Linked DNA regions of Triticum aestivum: region 2 is linked to region 1. A link is a contact called in public Hi-C data. All regions are on one chromosome and are shown on one strand. The core of a region is the stretch at or near the end of the contact, and the rest is flanking DNA. Distances in the headings are between cores, read along the strand shown. Region 1 holds the start of LOC123190904. Region 2 holds the start of LOC123190907 (flavonol 3-sulfotransferase).

Evidence for each region. Hi-C and Micro-C count contacts between places; a contact is called where the count stands out from the background.
Region 2: a contact with region 1 is called in a Hi-C map of leaf, with 5 times the contacts expected there. The contact joins the promoter of LOC123190907 here to the promoter of LOC123190904 in region 1. A contact is called at or near these places in 2 of 5 Hi-C or Micro-C datasets (both in leaf).

The regions. Positions count from the first base shown.
Region 1 is chr2A:754,390,489-754,397,998 of IWGSC CS RefSeq v2.1, forward strand. LOC123190904 reads right to left here and starts at 4,349. Exons shown (of 3, transcript XM_044603631.1): 1 at 4,094-4,349; 2 at 1-38.
Region 2 is chr2A:754,522,112-754,529,621 of IWGSC CS RefSeq v2.1, forward strand. It overlaps LOC123190907 (flavonol 3-sulfotransferase), which reads right to left and starts at 4,989. Exons shown (of 2, transcript XM_044603634.1): 1 at 4,367-4,989; 2 at 3,324-4,026. The coding sequence starts at 4,884. The coding sequence ends at 3,528. It also overlaps the pseudogene LOC123190908.

The sequences.
Region 1 (7,510 bases), core at 3,099-5,598:
GGCGATGTCGATCCGGAGGCAGGGAACGTCCGTCCACCCTACAAAAATTATTAAGTCATGTGGTTCATGCGGAACCAAGGAGCCTTGTTACATTTTCCATTATTATTATGGAATGTCACTGATCTGGAGAAGAGAATCGTTCTCAAAAGTACACAGCCGCCTCACACGCAAGTAATAATTAAAGAGAAAATGAAAAAGAAACGAACAGCACCTCACCCCTGGGACCGGATTATAAAGACAAAGAAAGAGAACCCTTTGAAAAGTTGTGCGATTTGCTTTCGCTGCTAACGAGACAAACCAGATTGAATTCGTAGTCGAGATAGATCTGCCATTGCCCTGCTGCTGCTGCTTTTTTCTTGGTTTCCTGTGTACGCTAGAGAAAGCAAAAGGAGTGTGTTTGCTTTGCTTTATCGTCGTAATGATAAATTGCTTTATCATTGTAGGAAGTGTTGTCTTGGTAGAATTAACTAATTATTCTCCATCGATTTTACAGATATGTTCATATGTATCTGTTTCTTTTGGTAATGTATGTTCTCGGAATTCAGAAAACTATGAAATCTTGCACAGATCTCTTTTGCTGAGTAAGATTAGTTGGCTCGCGAGTTTTTGAAACAAGTCCTCTTAAGAGCTCCTCTTAAATATGCAAGCAAGAAAGTGTACGTGTTTGTTCCTTGGGACCGCATATTCATAAGGTACCTAGGAAAAAACTTGTTGCCAGTTGAATTTTTGGGCCGTTAGATCTCCATCCAACACATAGGATTGTGTCACTGTTCATCTTCTTTCTCCACGTGCCGCCCTACGGGCGGTAGTGTGCGCCGCCCACCCTCCCTTCACCGTTGTTCTGGTCACCGCTACAGCCATCCCTCTAAGCCCTCCTATCTGCAGCCCCCCCCCCCCCCCCCCCGACCCACATTCGTCAAGTTTCGGACTCACTCCCGCCGGCTCCCTCTTGGCCTCGCCATGGCTCCTCACGTCGTCCCAGCCTTCGGCCTCACGCAAAGTGGAAAAAGTGACTGCCGCGCAATATTTTTTCAGGTGCTTACCAAACCTGTTATTCCTTCCATTAGCCCTCCCAGAAACCCCAATACGTGCACAAGTGGAACTCACCTCTCCCCTCCCGGAAAGAACACACACACACACACACACACAGCGAGAGAGAGAGAGAGAGAGAGAGAGAGATGATGGCGACAGACGTAGCTGCAGCTTCAATCATGTCCACCATGAAAATGCTGTTCAAGATGGACAGCGTCACTCATGTGGCCAGCGTGGAGTTGTGGGTGTTGATGACAACGCTGCTGCTGGTGGTGAGGTTCATGCTGGACTGCTTTGGGCCGTGGTACGAAGACAGGGCCATGGCGACCAGCATTCAGGTGATAGAGATGCTCAACTACTCCATGGTGCACTACACCATGGGGCTGATGCAGCTCTCCGCAAAGAAGGTGAATGACTACTTTCAGGTCTGGGCGGTGCTGCTGGTGACCCTGCAGTACAGCGTCAAGGCTGGACGCCTGTACCAGAGATCCAAGCAGATCCCACTGCTCGACCTCATGTCATCCTTCTGGGCAGCCAACCTCATCTGGATGCAGACCTTCTTCCTCCTCAGGGTCCCTCTCTGGCTGATATGGGCCCTCAATGCGATTCGGATCATCTCCTACTTTGCCTCGTCCGATAGGGCTGAAACCACCAACCAAGAGAACACGAGGCAGGTTAGCGACTACATGCGATACGAGCACACCCTCGGTTCCTCGCACTCGTACAAGTACTTGGTCTCTGGGGAAGACCTGGCGCTTCGTGATGCTCGACGACAAGACAGGAGGAGTGGACAATACAGGATTCGGTTGGATCCAGATAATAAGAAGCTTGTCACCATAGAGAAGATATGGAATATTGATGCTGGCAACAGCCGGTTGCTCGGCGGCACCAAAGACAATGGCAACCGACTCAAGGATGTCTGCCTCTCATTCGCCATGTACAAGCTGCTGCGCCGTCGGTTCTATAATCTCCCGATACATGAGGCTAGCCAAGAGAAGACGAGGCGGCTCGTCTTCGACTACATCCTGCAGGAGAACACCAACAGCTATGAGAGGGCATTCCGTGTCACCAAGGTGGAACTGTCCTTCCTCCAAGACTTGTTCTATAGCAAGCATGCTGCCATGTTTGCCAACGGATTTCCGGTCTGGAGTATGCTCTTGTCTCTCTCTCTGGTTGCGGCTACCGTATACCTTGCGTATCCTGTTCATTGTATACCAGAGAGGATGGATGCGGCCGACAAAAATATCATCACTCACGGGGTCATTGTCACTCGTGTCATGGTCGTCCTTATCATTGCCAAGGAGCTGTTGGAGATCTATTTATATGTATTCTCGCAATGGACCAAGGTTCTGATGATCTGCATGTACGTCAAACATCGGTGCTTGCGGAATCCAGTGGTGGAGGCAGCAATGAGAATGATGTTCTGGTTCATGAGGGGCAAGTGGGATCAAAGGATCTTCCAGTATAACCTTCTGATTTCTGATTCGCATACTCAGAGGAAATTTCCCCGGAGCATCAAGTTGGAGTCAGAAGTAACGACGGCAATATTTGAGTCGTTCAAGGGCCTGCAGCAGCATCCAAAAAGATTGGGAACCTACTTCTTAAATGCCTTCGGTTCAAAGGCACCCGTTATGCAGCAGCTAACATGGGCAATTGAGCTGGAGGCTGATACCCACAGGATACTGGTCTGGCACATCGCGACATGCTTCTGCGAGATGCATTTCTGTGATGAAGTGAAAAAACTAAAGGTTTGTAAGCTTCAAAACAGGATCTTGGCCAAGAAATCCACAACTCCAGAACATGTGTGGCCACATTACTTAACTGCTGTCACCTTATCAAACTATTGTGCATACCTGCTTACAAAAGGATTGGTGCCAGACAACGGCATTGTTGTTACAAATATCTTGGACATCGTACGCAAGGAAACCTTCCGTGCTACTTACTGCTCATTCTCCCAGTCAATGCAAGATGTTTACAAAGAACTTGTGGAGATTGCCGCCTTGGAAGAGTCTGAGGTGATTAGTGGAGAGGTTGAAGCCCCTGAAAGTCGGGAAGATAACAATGGAATTAACAGTTCCACAACAAATGACCAGGTGCCTAATAGGGAAGATACTATCAAGGGTGATGATGACATCCATAATTCGATAACCCAAATGGGTGCAAAGCTTGGGAAGCAGTTGATAGAGACCTACGAAGCAGACACCGTAGGCATATGGAGGGATCTAGCAGTGTTCTGGACAGGCTTCCTCCTTCACTTGGCAGCCTCAACCAGAGCAGCCAAGCACAAGACACGGCTTGTTGGGAAGGTGGAGCTCATAACACACCTGTGGGCTTTGCTGTCACATGCTGGGTTTCTTGGAAATACCAGGCATGGGCAAACACTCCTCGACCCAGAAGACCTTAGTGATGTCGACCCGCTCAGATGATGAATTTGATGAGCTCAATCCTGTCGATTTCACGGGCACCAGGCTCGGTGGTCTACAGGCTGTCCTGACGATTTGGCTATTGTTTTCCTGCAAAGGGCAGCGGCAATTTCAGATTTTTTTTCCCTTTAGTACACCATGCCCGACAATTCAATTGTATCGTTCTATTTTCAGTTTGTGAAAGTTGTAGTGCATCCTTGCACCATGCACATGTTATTTGTCAATCTGGCTGCCGCTGTGTTTTCGACATTATTTTAGCTTCCAATGTAATTGCACAGTTACTTAAAGTGCATCGTTCGAGATTTGGATCCTCTCAAGATCGTCAAATCTATTGTGTTGTCCATGAGGTTTCTAAAAGACTTTTTAACCAGACTGAATCCCAAGCAATGAGCGACATCTGTGGAGGGTTCAGTTTAACTATAAGTTACAGACATGACATGGAACCTAAGCATTGTGTGGGTTCAGTTGTATCTGATCATGGGCATTGGACACACTGAATTGACGGGGAGCATGACCGCAAAAATGACACGCCTAGAAAGAAAAATCACCGTTATCGATGGATCTGCTGCTGCTGCTGCTGAATATCCTGCAGTTAGAGAAGTACGATTGAGAGTAGGGAGCACAAAATACACCCAAACCTGGGAGCTACCCGACGAGATCAGGGCGGTGGAGATATCTACTCTCCGGGATCCGGCGGGCCTCCCCGTAGCAGCCTGCCCCCCTGAATCCCTCGTCTTCTCCAAGCTCCCCCGCGCCTCCACCAACGGCTAACTGGGGTTTCCAATGTGGGATGGGGCCTCGATCGGCGTATCGCACATCCCTCCCGCGTCGCCCTCCTCCTCCCTCGCATCCCGTGGAGCTCGCGGCCGCCGCCGTCCTCCTCTTTCCTCCCTCTCTTTCCTCTCTTCTCCACTGCCTCTGTCTTCTCGGAGGCCCGAGCCCAAAATCCTAACGGGGCGTGGGCCGCTGTCGGCTGGCTCGCCCCAGCTTTTTTTCCCCCACATTGTAACTAGGCTGGCCCGTTTGTACGCTTTCGTTCTGATCGCTCTATATGCACTCCTTCGCGAGCCTCGCAACGATCAGCGCTATTTGGCGCGCTCTCAGCCATTCTCCACGTGTCGTGTTTTGGACCCTTTTCCTGAATTTTATTTTTTTACTTATCGCACAATTATTCGGTTTTTTAAATGATTTTTTTCGGTTTTTTTGACGTTTTGGTTTTTCACCGGTCTTCCTTAGCTTATCAATTATTTTTTTTTAAAAAAAAATGTGTTTTTTTCTTTCACGAAAGTCATGGCCGTGCCTCCCGGTAATGGAAAAAAATGTTTTCTGTTTTTACCTTTCGCAAGAGTCACGATTTTGCTTCCGTGAGAGGTACAGGTGTACTTTCACGAGAGTCATGATCGTGCCTCACAGAAATTGAAAAAAAAATGTGTTTTTTTCCTTTTACGAGAGTCACGGTTTTGGTTTCGCGAGAGGCACGGTTGTGCTTTAGCGAGAGTCACGGCGATGGCTCTCGGAAACAGGAAAAAACTTGTTTTTTGTTTTTTTTTCTTTCACGGGAGTCACGGTCGTGCCTCCTCGGAAACGAAAAAAATGTGTTTTTTCTTTTTTTTTTCATTCCGCAAGAGTTACGATTTTTCTTCCGCGAAAGGCACGGTTGTAATTTCGTGAGAGGCACAGGCGTGCCTTTTTCGTAAAGAAAAAAACCGGTGCTCCCAATTCAGTTTTTTCGTTTGGTTTCTTTCATCCAGTTTTTTCATGAAAAAAAGTTTATCAAAACCACGCGAGGAATTCAACGGTAAAAGCGGTTCGATATTTGGACGCACGGTTTGAGAGATAAAATATTTTGAATAAACGGATCTAAAAAAGAGAAAACTCCCAGGTTACGACAAATGGCACTGCATGTGCGTTTTTTGTCGCGGCCTGGGAAATTGGAGTGGTCTTTGCAACGAGCACACCTCAACTAGTGATTTCGGATGATCCCTCACTGTAGTATGGTGCAGTGTACGTACAGGTTTTTTCATTTTTGTTTTTTATGTTTTTTTTGGTTTTATATGTTTCTTCATCAATTTTTATACTTTTCTGTATTAATTTATTTTTTTTCATTGGGTTTCTTTGTTTTTTCATGGTTTTCATAGATTTTACTTTTCTTTCTTTTTCTTTGTTTTTTCTTTCCTTCGCTATTTTTATTGTTTTTTTATTTTCTTTCTTTCTTCGTTTATCTCTGCCTTTCTTTGTTTCTTTTTCACCTTTCACTGTTTCCATTCTTTTGCATTGATTTCCTTCTGTTTCCGTTTTCATTTTTTGGTTTTTAAGTTTTTTTGGTTTTAATGGGCTTCTTTGGTTTTCTTAGTTTCTTTGTCGACCTTTATTAGTTTCTTTTTTATCAACACATGTCAATTTTTTCAATACACATAATGTTTTCTGTATACATCAGAAACATATTTGTTTACACATGTTTAACATTTTGAAATACATGATTAATATTTTTAAACTTATATTTTTATGTCTACTTTTCCATACACATTGTTCATTATTGGTATATATATATATATATATATATATATATATATATATATATATATATATATATATATAATCTATGTTCAACAATTTTGAAATACATTATGAGCATTTTTTAGTACATGATCAACATTTTTTAATGGAAACAATCGTTTTTTTCTCACACAATGTACATTTTTATTATATGTCAAGAAAATTTTTATATACATGTTATCATTTTACAAATACAGAATCCTTTTCTAAAATATATGTTTTGTGTTGTCTACTATCTCCGAAAATAATAGCATTTAGATAACAAGTTAGGTGATCTAAACGCTCTTATATTTTTTAACAGAGTGAGTAATTTATTTAATATATGTTGCCCATTTTTTCATATATTCTAGGAAGATTTTATACACGTTTAACATTTTATAAATGCATGATTAACATGTTTTTCATACACATTGTATTTTTTTGTACATTTATTTTTTGTATATATGACAAACAATTTTCCTATACAGATTTAATAGTTTTTTAAATGGGTGATTAACATTTTCAAATACTTTGATTAATATTATTATATGCTTTATTAACATTTTTAATACATGATCAACTTTGTTGATACACATTGCATCTTTTGTATAATTTTCCGTATACATGATAAAGATTTTTCTATACAAATTTAATATTTTCCGAATGCTTGAATAATATTTTCCGTTTTACAGTTCCTCTATGTGAGGGCTACCCACATTGTTGTAGAAGAACTCCAAATTCATGCTTCTCTCATCTTCGAGAATCATATTGTGAAGAACAACACAACATGTCATGATATTTTTTTAAGGATCGCTTGTCCCAAAAACGAGCAGGGCCACGAACAATGGCAAACGTAGATTGCAAAACCACGAATGCTCTTTCAATATCTTTTCGGGCCACCTCTTGTACCCTTGCACATTCACATTGTTTTTTAGTTTTGGGGTCTTTGATGCTCTTGACAAATATGCACCAAGAAGGGTAGATATCATCTGCAAGATAGTACCCCTTTGTGTATTCATGCCCATTGATAGTGTAGTTGCAAGCAGGAAAGTCACCACTAGCAAGCCTAGCAAACAAATGAGACCGTTGCAACACATTAATATCATTGAGAGTACCCGGCATACCAAAAAAGCAATGCCAAATTCATAAAACCTCAGATGCTATGGCCTCTAGCATAATTGTTGCATCACGAGACTTGCCTGAATACATTCCCTACCATGCCTTTGGGAAGTTTTTCCAAGTCCAATGCATACAAATAATGCTTCCTAGCATGCCAGGCCAACCTCTTCTCTCACTTGATGCCATTAACTTTTTTGTGTCTTCCTTGTTGGGTGCCCGAAAATATTCAGGACCAAAGACACGGATGATCACTTTGGCAAACCTACGCACTGACTCAATTGCAGTATCTTCACCAATGTGAAGGTACTCATCGGCATAGTCAGCCGGAATGCCGTATACAATTACTAGCACAGCTACCGAGATTGTTTGATATCCACTAAATCCCTTCAAGCCCATGGCAT
Region 2 (7,510 bases), core at 3,739-6,238, 130 kb after region 1:
GATGTGATGGACAAGACCCAATCCTAAACATAGCTAAAGATCGTATAGTTCGTTTGCTAGAGTTTTTCCAATGTCAAGTATCCTTTCCTTAGACCATGAGATCGTGTAACTCCTGGATACCGTAGGAGTGCTTTGGGTATACCAAAGGTCACAACGTAACTGGGTGACTATAAAGGTATACTACGGGTATCTCCGAAAGTGTCTGTTGGGTTGACACGGATCAAGACTGGGATTTGTCACTCCGTATGACGGAGAGGTATCACTGGGCCCACTCGGTAATGCATCATCATAATGAGCTCAAAGTGACCAAGTGTCTGGTCACGGGATCATGCATTACGGTACGAGTAAAGTGACTTGCCGGTAACGAGATTGAACGAGGTATTGGGATACCGACGATCGAATCTCGGGCAAGTAACATATCGATTGACAAAGGGAATTGTATACAGGGTTGCTTGAATCCTTGACACCGTGGTTCATCCGATGAGATCATCGTGGAGTATGTGGGAGCCAACATGGGTATCCAGATCCCGCTGTTGGTTATTGACTGGAGAGTCGTCTCGGTCATGTCTACATATCTCCCGAACCCGTAGGGTCTACACACTTAAGGTTCGGTGATGCTAGGGTTGTAGGGATATGTATCTGCAGTAACCCGAATGTTGTTCGGAGTCCCGGATGAGATCCCGGACGTCATGAGGAGTTCCGGAATGGTCTGGAGGTAAAGAATTATATATAGGAAGTGCTATTTCGGCCATCGGGACAAGTTTCGGGGTTATCGGTATTGTACTGGGACCACCGGAAGGGTCCCGGGGGTTCACCGGGTGGGTCCACCTGCCCCGGGGGGCCACATGGGCTATAGGGGGTGCACCTTGGCCTACATGGGCCAAGGGCACCAGCCCCAAGGGCCCATGCGCCTAGGGTTTCACAAAAGGGAAGAGTCCCAATAGTGGAAGGCACCTCCTAGGTGCCTTGGGGGGGAGGGAAACCTCCCTGGCCGCCGCCCCCCCTAGGAGATTGGATCTCCTAGGGCCGGCGCCCCCCCCTTTGGCCCTCCTATATATAGTGGGGCAAGCAGGGCTCTTCATACACGCCTTTGGTTGCCTCCTTCTCCCTCTCCAACACCTCCTCCTCCTCCATAGTGCTTAGCGAAGCCCTGACGGAGTACTGCAGCTCCATCACCACCATGCCGTCGTGCTGCTGCTGGAGCCATCTTCCTCAACCTCTCCTTCCCCCTTGCTGGATCAAGAAGAAGGAGACGTCACGCTAACCGTACGTGTGTTGAACGCGGAGGTGCCGTCCGTTCGGCGCTAAGATCTCCGGTGATTTGGATCACGTCGTGTTCGACTACATCATCTCCGTTCTTTGAACGCTTCCGCTCATGATCTACAAAGGTATGTAGATGCATCCGATCACTCGTTACTAGATGAACTCATAGATGGATCTTGGTGAAACCGTAGGAAAATTTTTGTTTTCTGCAACGTTCCCCAACAAGGAGGTCGGTCGAATATGCAAGCCATGAGACACAGTAAATCGAATGTAGTGCAAGATGCGCATAACAACAGACCAATGAGTGTCACGGGGTTGACAACAAAAGAAATATCTGGTCTCGTGATCGTCAAGTACTGAAGACCACCAACAACACTCCTATACTCCGTCGCATCAGCAGAGGACAGAAGCTCACCATCAACAACAGTGATATTGTCAGTGGTAGACATCGGTGTACTTGTCGGTTTGCACTTAAGCATCCCAGCCCGCTGCAAGAATGAAATCGCATAGCACTCGCCATGGGAGGTACATAGTATTTTTGCTTTTTTGCATTGTGGCATTTCAATATTACATTCTCCTTTTCCAATTTGGAGTTTGTTTTTCTTATGGTTTTTATTATTTTTCTGGTTTCTGACGCCTTTGCAGTTGGTGGCTGGAGTGGACATAGAAACCGATGAACTGAAAAAGGAACCGATGCCGAAACCCAATAATTTATCATTTTTCAAATGCTTGATCACCATTTTTCAAATAGTTATTCAACATTGTTTTTAAAATGCTTGATTAACATGTTTACATGCATGATAAAAAATTCATCATTTTTTTAGTACATGGTGACATATTCTCTATACACATTTAACATTTTTCAAATTCTTGATCACCATTTTTCTAATACTTATTCAACATTTTTTCAAATGTTTGATTAACATGTTTATATACATGATAAAAAATCATAATTTTTTAATACATGGTCAACATTGTTTCTATACACATTTAACATTTTTCAAATACTCGATCACCATTTTTCAAATACTTATTCAACATTTTTCCAAATGATTGATTGACATGTTTATATACATGATAAAAAAGACTCATCATTTTTTCAATACATGCATGGTCAACATTTTTACTATACACATTTAACATTTTTCAAATGCTTGATCACCATTTTCAAATACTTATTCAATTTTTTTTCAAATGCTTGATTAACAATGTCTATATACATGATCAAGCAATTTCATCAAATTTTTAATACATGGTCAACATTTTCCTATATACATTTAACATTTTTCAAAAACTTTATCACCATTTTCCAAATACTTATGATTTTTTTTTCAAATGCTTGATTAACATTTTTTAATACATTATCAAATTTTTATATATACATTTTTCATATACATGATAAACATTTTATACACATTTAACATTTTTCAAATGGTTGATAAACATTTTTCAAATGTTTTTTAGAGTTATTTTTTGTAATATATATATTTATAATATTTTAATGTATGTACAGAATTGAAATAATAAAGCAAAAAAGTGAAACAGAGAAGGTAAAAAAAACGGAAAATAGGGGGCTGCTGCCTCCTGCGCTCTGGCCCAACTCAGTCTCCCCTTCAGCAAGGGTTCCTACCTCTTTCGCTGAAGGCGAGACATAGGAGAGGGGAGCCCTTGTACCAAAGCGGAACTCGTAGAAAAATATGAGCAAGCCTGGGAACATCGCCAGACCCACAAAGATTGCGGCCCCCAGAAAACAGCCCATCAGAGATCGGGGTGCAAACAATAACACACAAGAGTGGAAAAAAGAGGCAATAACAGGGATACCACACAGCAAAGAGCGTCCAGCAAGGCGTGCGATCGCTTCTAGTATAAACTAATACTGATTATAATTGAGCCTGCAATAGCACAATATAAGTCGGTCAAGATAATTAGAACACACAACTAAACTATTACTCCCTTCGTCTCATAATGTAAGACATTTTTTGACACTAGTCTAGTGTCAAAAAACGTCTTACATTATGGGACGGAGGGAGCATTATTGTTCTGGAACTGAGAGACTCCTCTGGCTTGTGCATCGATTGATGCATAATCCGTCTTTTATCGCGGTGTTTTCAATTCAGGATATAGTCATACAATCATACAGTAAACAAATACTGAAAGAAAGAGAAACAAAAACAAAAGCCATGATGACACAAAAATGTCATGTCGAAGCGATCAACACCAACAAAGCACCAACCAGCACCACCACCCTTGGCAACAGATGGAGATCACTTGAATGTGAGGCCAGACCCTCTAAGGGTATCCTCGATGATGGTGTCAAAGCGTTGCGCCATCTCCGGCGTCATATTGTTCACCCAATCTCCGGCCACCCCTTTCCTGAAGAAGGTTTCATGTGCAAAACTGAAAACCTTCCCGTCGTATGAGCCTGCCATGTTGGCGCCTTGGCCTTTGAGCTTATCAAAACTGCAGAGCTTCACAATGTCCGCCGGTATCCCGGCCGCCTCATCGGCGTGTGAGAATGGCTGCCCGATGAACCGCGCCAGCTCCCTGACGTGGCTGACCGGGTCGATGAGCATCTCTTCGTACCTCAGGAAAAGGACATTGTCCGGGCTGGTCTTGCTTGCACTCCAGTAGCCGATGAGGTGGTCCCATATGGGGCCATTGGGGGTCTTCCCCTCGCAGGCAGAGTTGAACAGGTCATCAAACGTGAAAGGACGAACACCTTTGAGAAAATGCCACAAGGAAACAAGCATGTCCTTGGGGTCCCTGCATACAACGTTAGAGTTAGATCCATGAGCAACTCGCCTTCATTTGCTTGTAGTTAATTATGCACTCCCTCTGTAAAAAACAAATATAAGAGCAGGTATATTGATCTAAACGCTTTTATATTTTTTAGGGAGGGAGTTGTTGAGAGATTGCCGACCACGCGGTAGGTCGCAGGTCGCCTACACTGGTTATTGGCATGAATGATATTTCAGTAAAGTAAATCAGGCAATTTCATGGAGTTGTGCACGTTGACGGTGTGACGCAACAACATGCCGAAATTCATGGGAGAACAAGTAGAGGAAACAGTTTATACTTGCCAAACAAAAACAAAAACATTTACCTGCAGATGAAGACGATTTTGCAGTCGGGGTTATCAGTAACGGATGCAGGCAGCAAGGAATGATGCATGTGCGTGTGCATGAGGCGAGGCGACGGCAGCGCCTCAAGCCTGGCGTCCTGCCCGGCGGTGAACAGCTCATCCATGAAGGGGACGCACTCGTGCGGGTTCATGCGGAGGAGCGGGTGCTGCGCGTCGGTGGGCGGGTACGCGCCCCGCGCCATGGTGGCGAACGCCAGCGCCTTGAGCCAGGTCGTGCCGCACTTGGCCGGGCTCGCGAGGAGCACGTCGCCGGGGCGTGGCGTGAAGCGTCGCTGGAGAGAGATGAACGCCGTGACTCTTTCTTGGATCACCCAGGAGCCACGGTATTGGCGCAGGACCATGCCTAGCGCGGTGCTGCTGGGCAGGCCGGAGACGATGTCCTCGTACTCTTCGGGTGTGGAGCTGTGGCCATCGACGGCGGTGGCGACGTCCTTGAATGGGACGGGACCGACGAGGCACGATGCGCTTAGAGCAGCCATAGACAACTGCCTACCAGGTGAGTGGCTCTAATCTAATCTAGAGCATCGTAGTGTGTGGATATCTTATCTCGAGTTTTGTGCTGTCGGTGTCTCACCTCATGGTACTGCTTCATTGGCCCAAAACGAACTGAAGCAAGCTGGGGCGGAGAGGATGAGCGGGAGAGGATTGGTTTGGGCATCTCCAATCTCGCCGACTCTCAAATCGCTCGTAACTGTTTGGACTCGCGTCCGGACGTGTTTTATCATTCAACGTGGTCTTCTGTCACTTTGCTCGGCGGTCCGGACGTCATATTTGCCGGAGACCGGCGAGGACCTTTACGGGCATATGGACCGCTACCATGTACGCATCCTATCACCCAACCCATTCAAAAACCCTCCTGCATCTCCCGCCTTTCTATTCGACGCACGCGCTGATTCTCGTGCTGTATAAGGGCCGATGCAGAGCACACGCAAAAAATGTTGCTGCGTGATGCGACTGGACGAGAGGGCGACGCTGATTGACGCGACCTCTCGGAGACGCCGCTTCAATGCGCACGCAACGTCTCAAGGAACCAACTTGGGCCGTGTTGAACATGCCAGTTTTTAATGCCTAACCCATCAATATTTTTTGGTTTGCAAACATTTACTCCAAGCGATAATGCATTAAGCTCCAGAACGTGTGTCTTCTACCGCCCAAAAGAAGACTCTACGGATAGCATTGATACTTTTCAAAACCTTTCAAGGGATTTGGATGATCGACGATATGTAGTATGTTAAAAGGGAGTCTATGACAGTGGTAATTAGGATGAGACAATCACCTTAACCTAAAAGTTTAGCATGCCAATCTTTTTTTAAACATCAGTACAGACACAAGCGCTCATATACACGCGCATACACTCACCCCTATGAACTCACACACGCACTCTCTATCCCTATGAGCACCTCCGAAAGACTGACCCGGTATATCATCTTGAAATTTACGAATTCGCCGTAGGCACCTCGTCGTCGACGGGAACGTGTCCTCCCACTGAATGCGCATCGCCGGAAATCCTGAAATAAATCCGAGCACCAAGATTTGAACCCTGATGGGCTAGAGATACCACAGTCCCTTTAACCATCCAACCACAAGTTGGTTCGCTTTAGCGTGCCAACCAGAGAGGAATGTTTTGCAACATTCAAGTATAGGAACAAAAGCATGGGACGGTGGTCATAATTGTGAGAGTGGAAGGTTCAGCCGTGTAGGTAGGTTTGTGAGAAGGAAATGATAATGGGACTGTCTATTTAATAGGTACTTGAAAAAAAGTTTCAATCAGTCATTTTTTTCCTGACCATCAGATCAATATTGAACGACCATCTAAGATAGATAGTAAGGTTGCTGTTTTCAGCGAACCTACACCTCCACACGCCTAAGATAAATAATGAGGCTGCTTCTTCTCTGACATGGTCCGGCCTCCCCATCTCGCATGCACGGGAAGAAGAAAAAGTGAACGGCAGGAAAAAAAGATCAGGCACAAGAGGTTTAGCAAAACTGAAAGACAATGCATCCCATTGTGTTGGTTTATGACTAACTTTGCTAAACGCTGTCACATTAAAGGTTAGGCAAATTTGACCAACTTAGATGAGTGTTTGGTTCAAGCCACATTTTAGGCAAGCCATACTAGGGCCCCACATGACATACACATAAAAAGTATGGCAAAATTTTCTTAGGCTTGATAACTTGTGACTTTCATTTTAATGTACTAACCTTAGGGCAAGCTTGGCAAAATATATGACAAAGTATGGTAATGCAGGGCCTAAAATGAAACAGCCCCGTAGTTTGCCATGTTCGGGTCTGTGTGAAGGATGGCAAAGGGAAAAGTGTGGAGTGTTCAGAGTTGTTTTCGGTCCCGCCAGTTTGAACTGCGTCCACTGAAGTCCTCGCCTTGTGGAGCAGAGGAGGTTCCCGCAGCCGCTCAACCATCATTTTCCCCTTGCCCGCCCCATTTCTCTGACCGCGTCACCGCCGCCCGCGGAACCCCGCGCATCCCCCGAGCTCGCGGCGGCACGCTGCCCGGTGGGGAGGGGAAGCTTCTGGATCCTGGAGCCAGCGCCCCCGTCGCGCGGGAGCACGCCGCCGCCGCGTGAGGTTCGCCGGAAGCCTAGCCCAAATGTCAGATCCGAGTTGGAATTTTGGATTTTCCAAGGTAAAATTCGAAAGTATTCAACTCAGAATTCTGTGTCGCGAACCAGCTCAGAACTTGGTAAAATCAAACTGCAAGAGGGGGAAAATCTCGAATTCGAGATGTGAGATGAGAGGCGGGGAAGAAGATGGTTTTATCTTCACACAAGTCTGTCCTTCCAAGTTTATATGACTGCAGAGCCAATTTCAAGCAGGAATTTGAATGGCTTATTTGCAGCTAAGAGGAACAAATACTCTTCATTTGTGGCTTGGGTCCTGGCTTTTCGTTGATAATAGTCTAGCTTTTAGCCTTTGCTGTGGCCTGCTTCAGTCAACCTTACTCCCATCGCAGTCTCTCTAGGCTTATCTCTTTCTCTGTTTTAGTCTTTTGTACATACTTTTGAAATTATTACAGTAGTAAAAGTACGCAGTAGGGATAACTATATAATGTGGCGCATCTGACCTCAGGGATGCGCTCGTGCGTTTGAC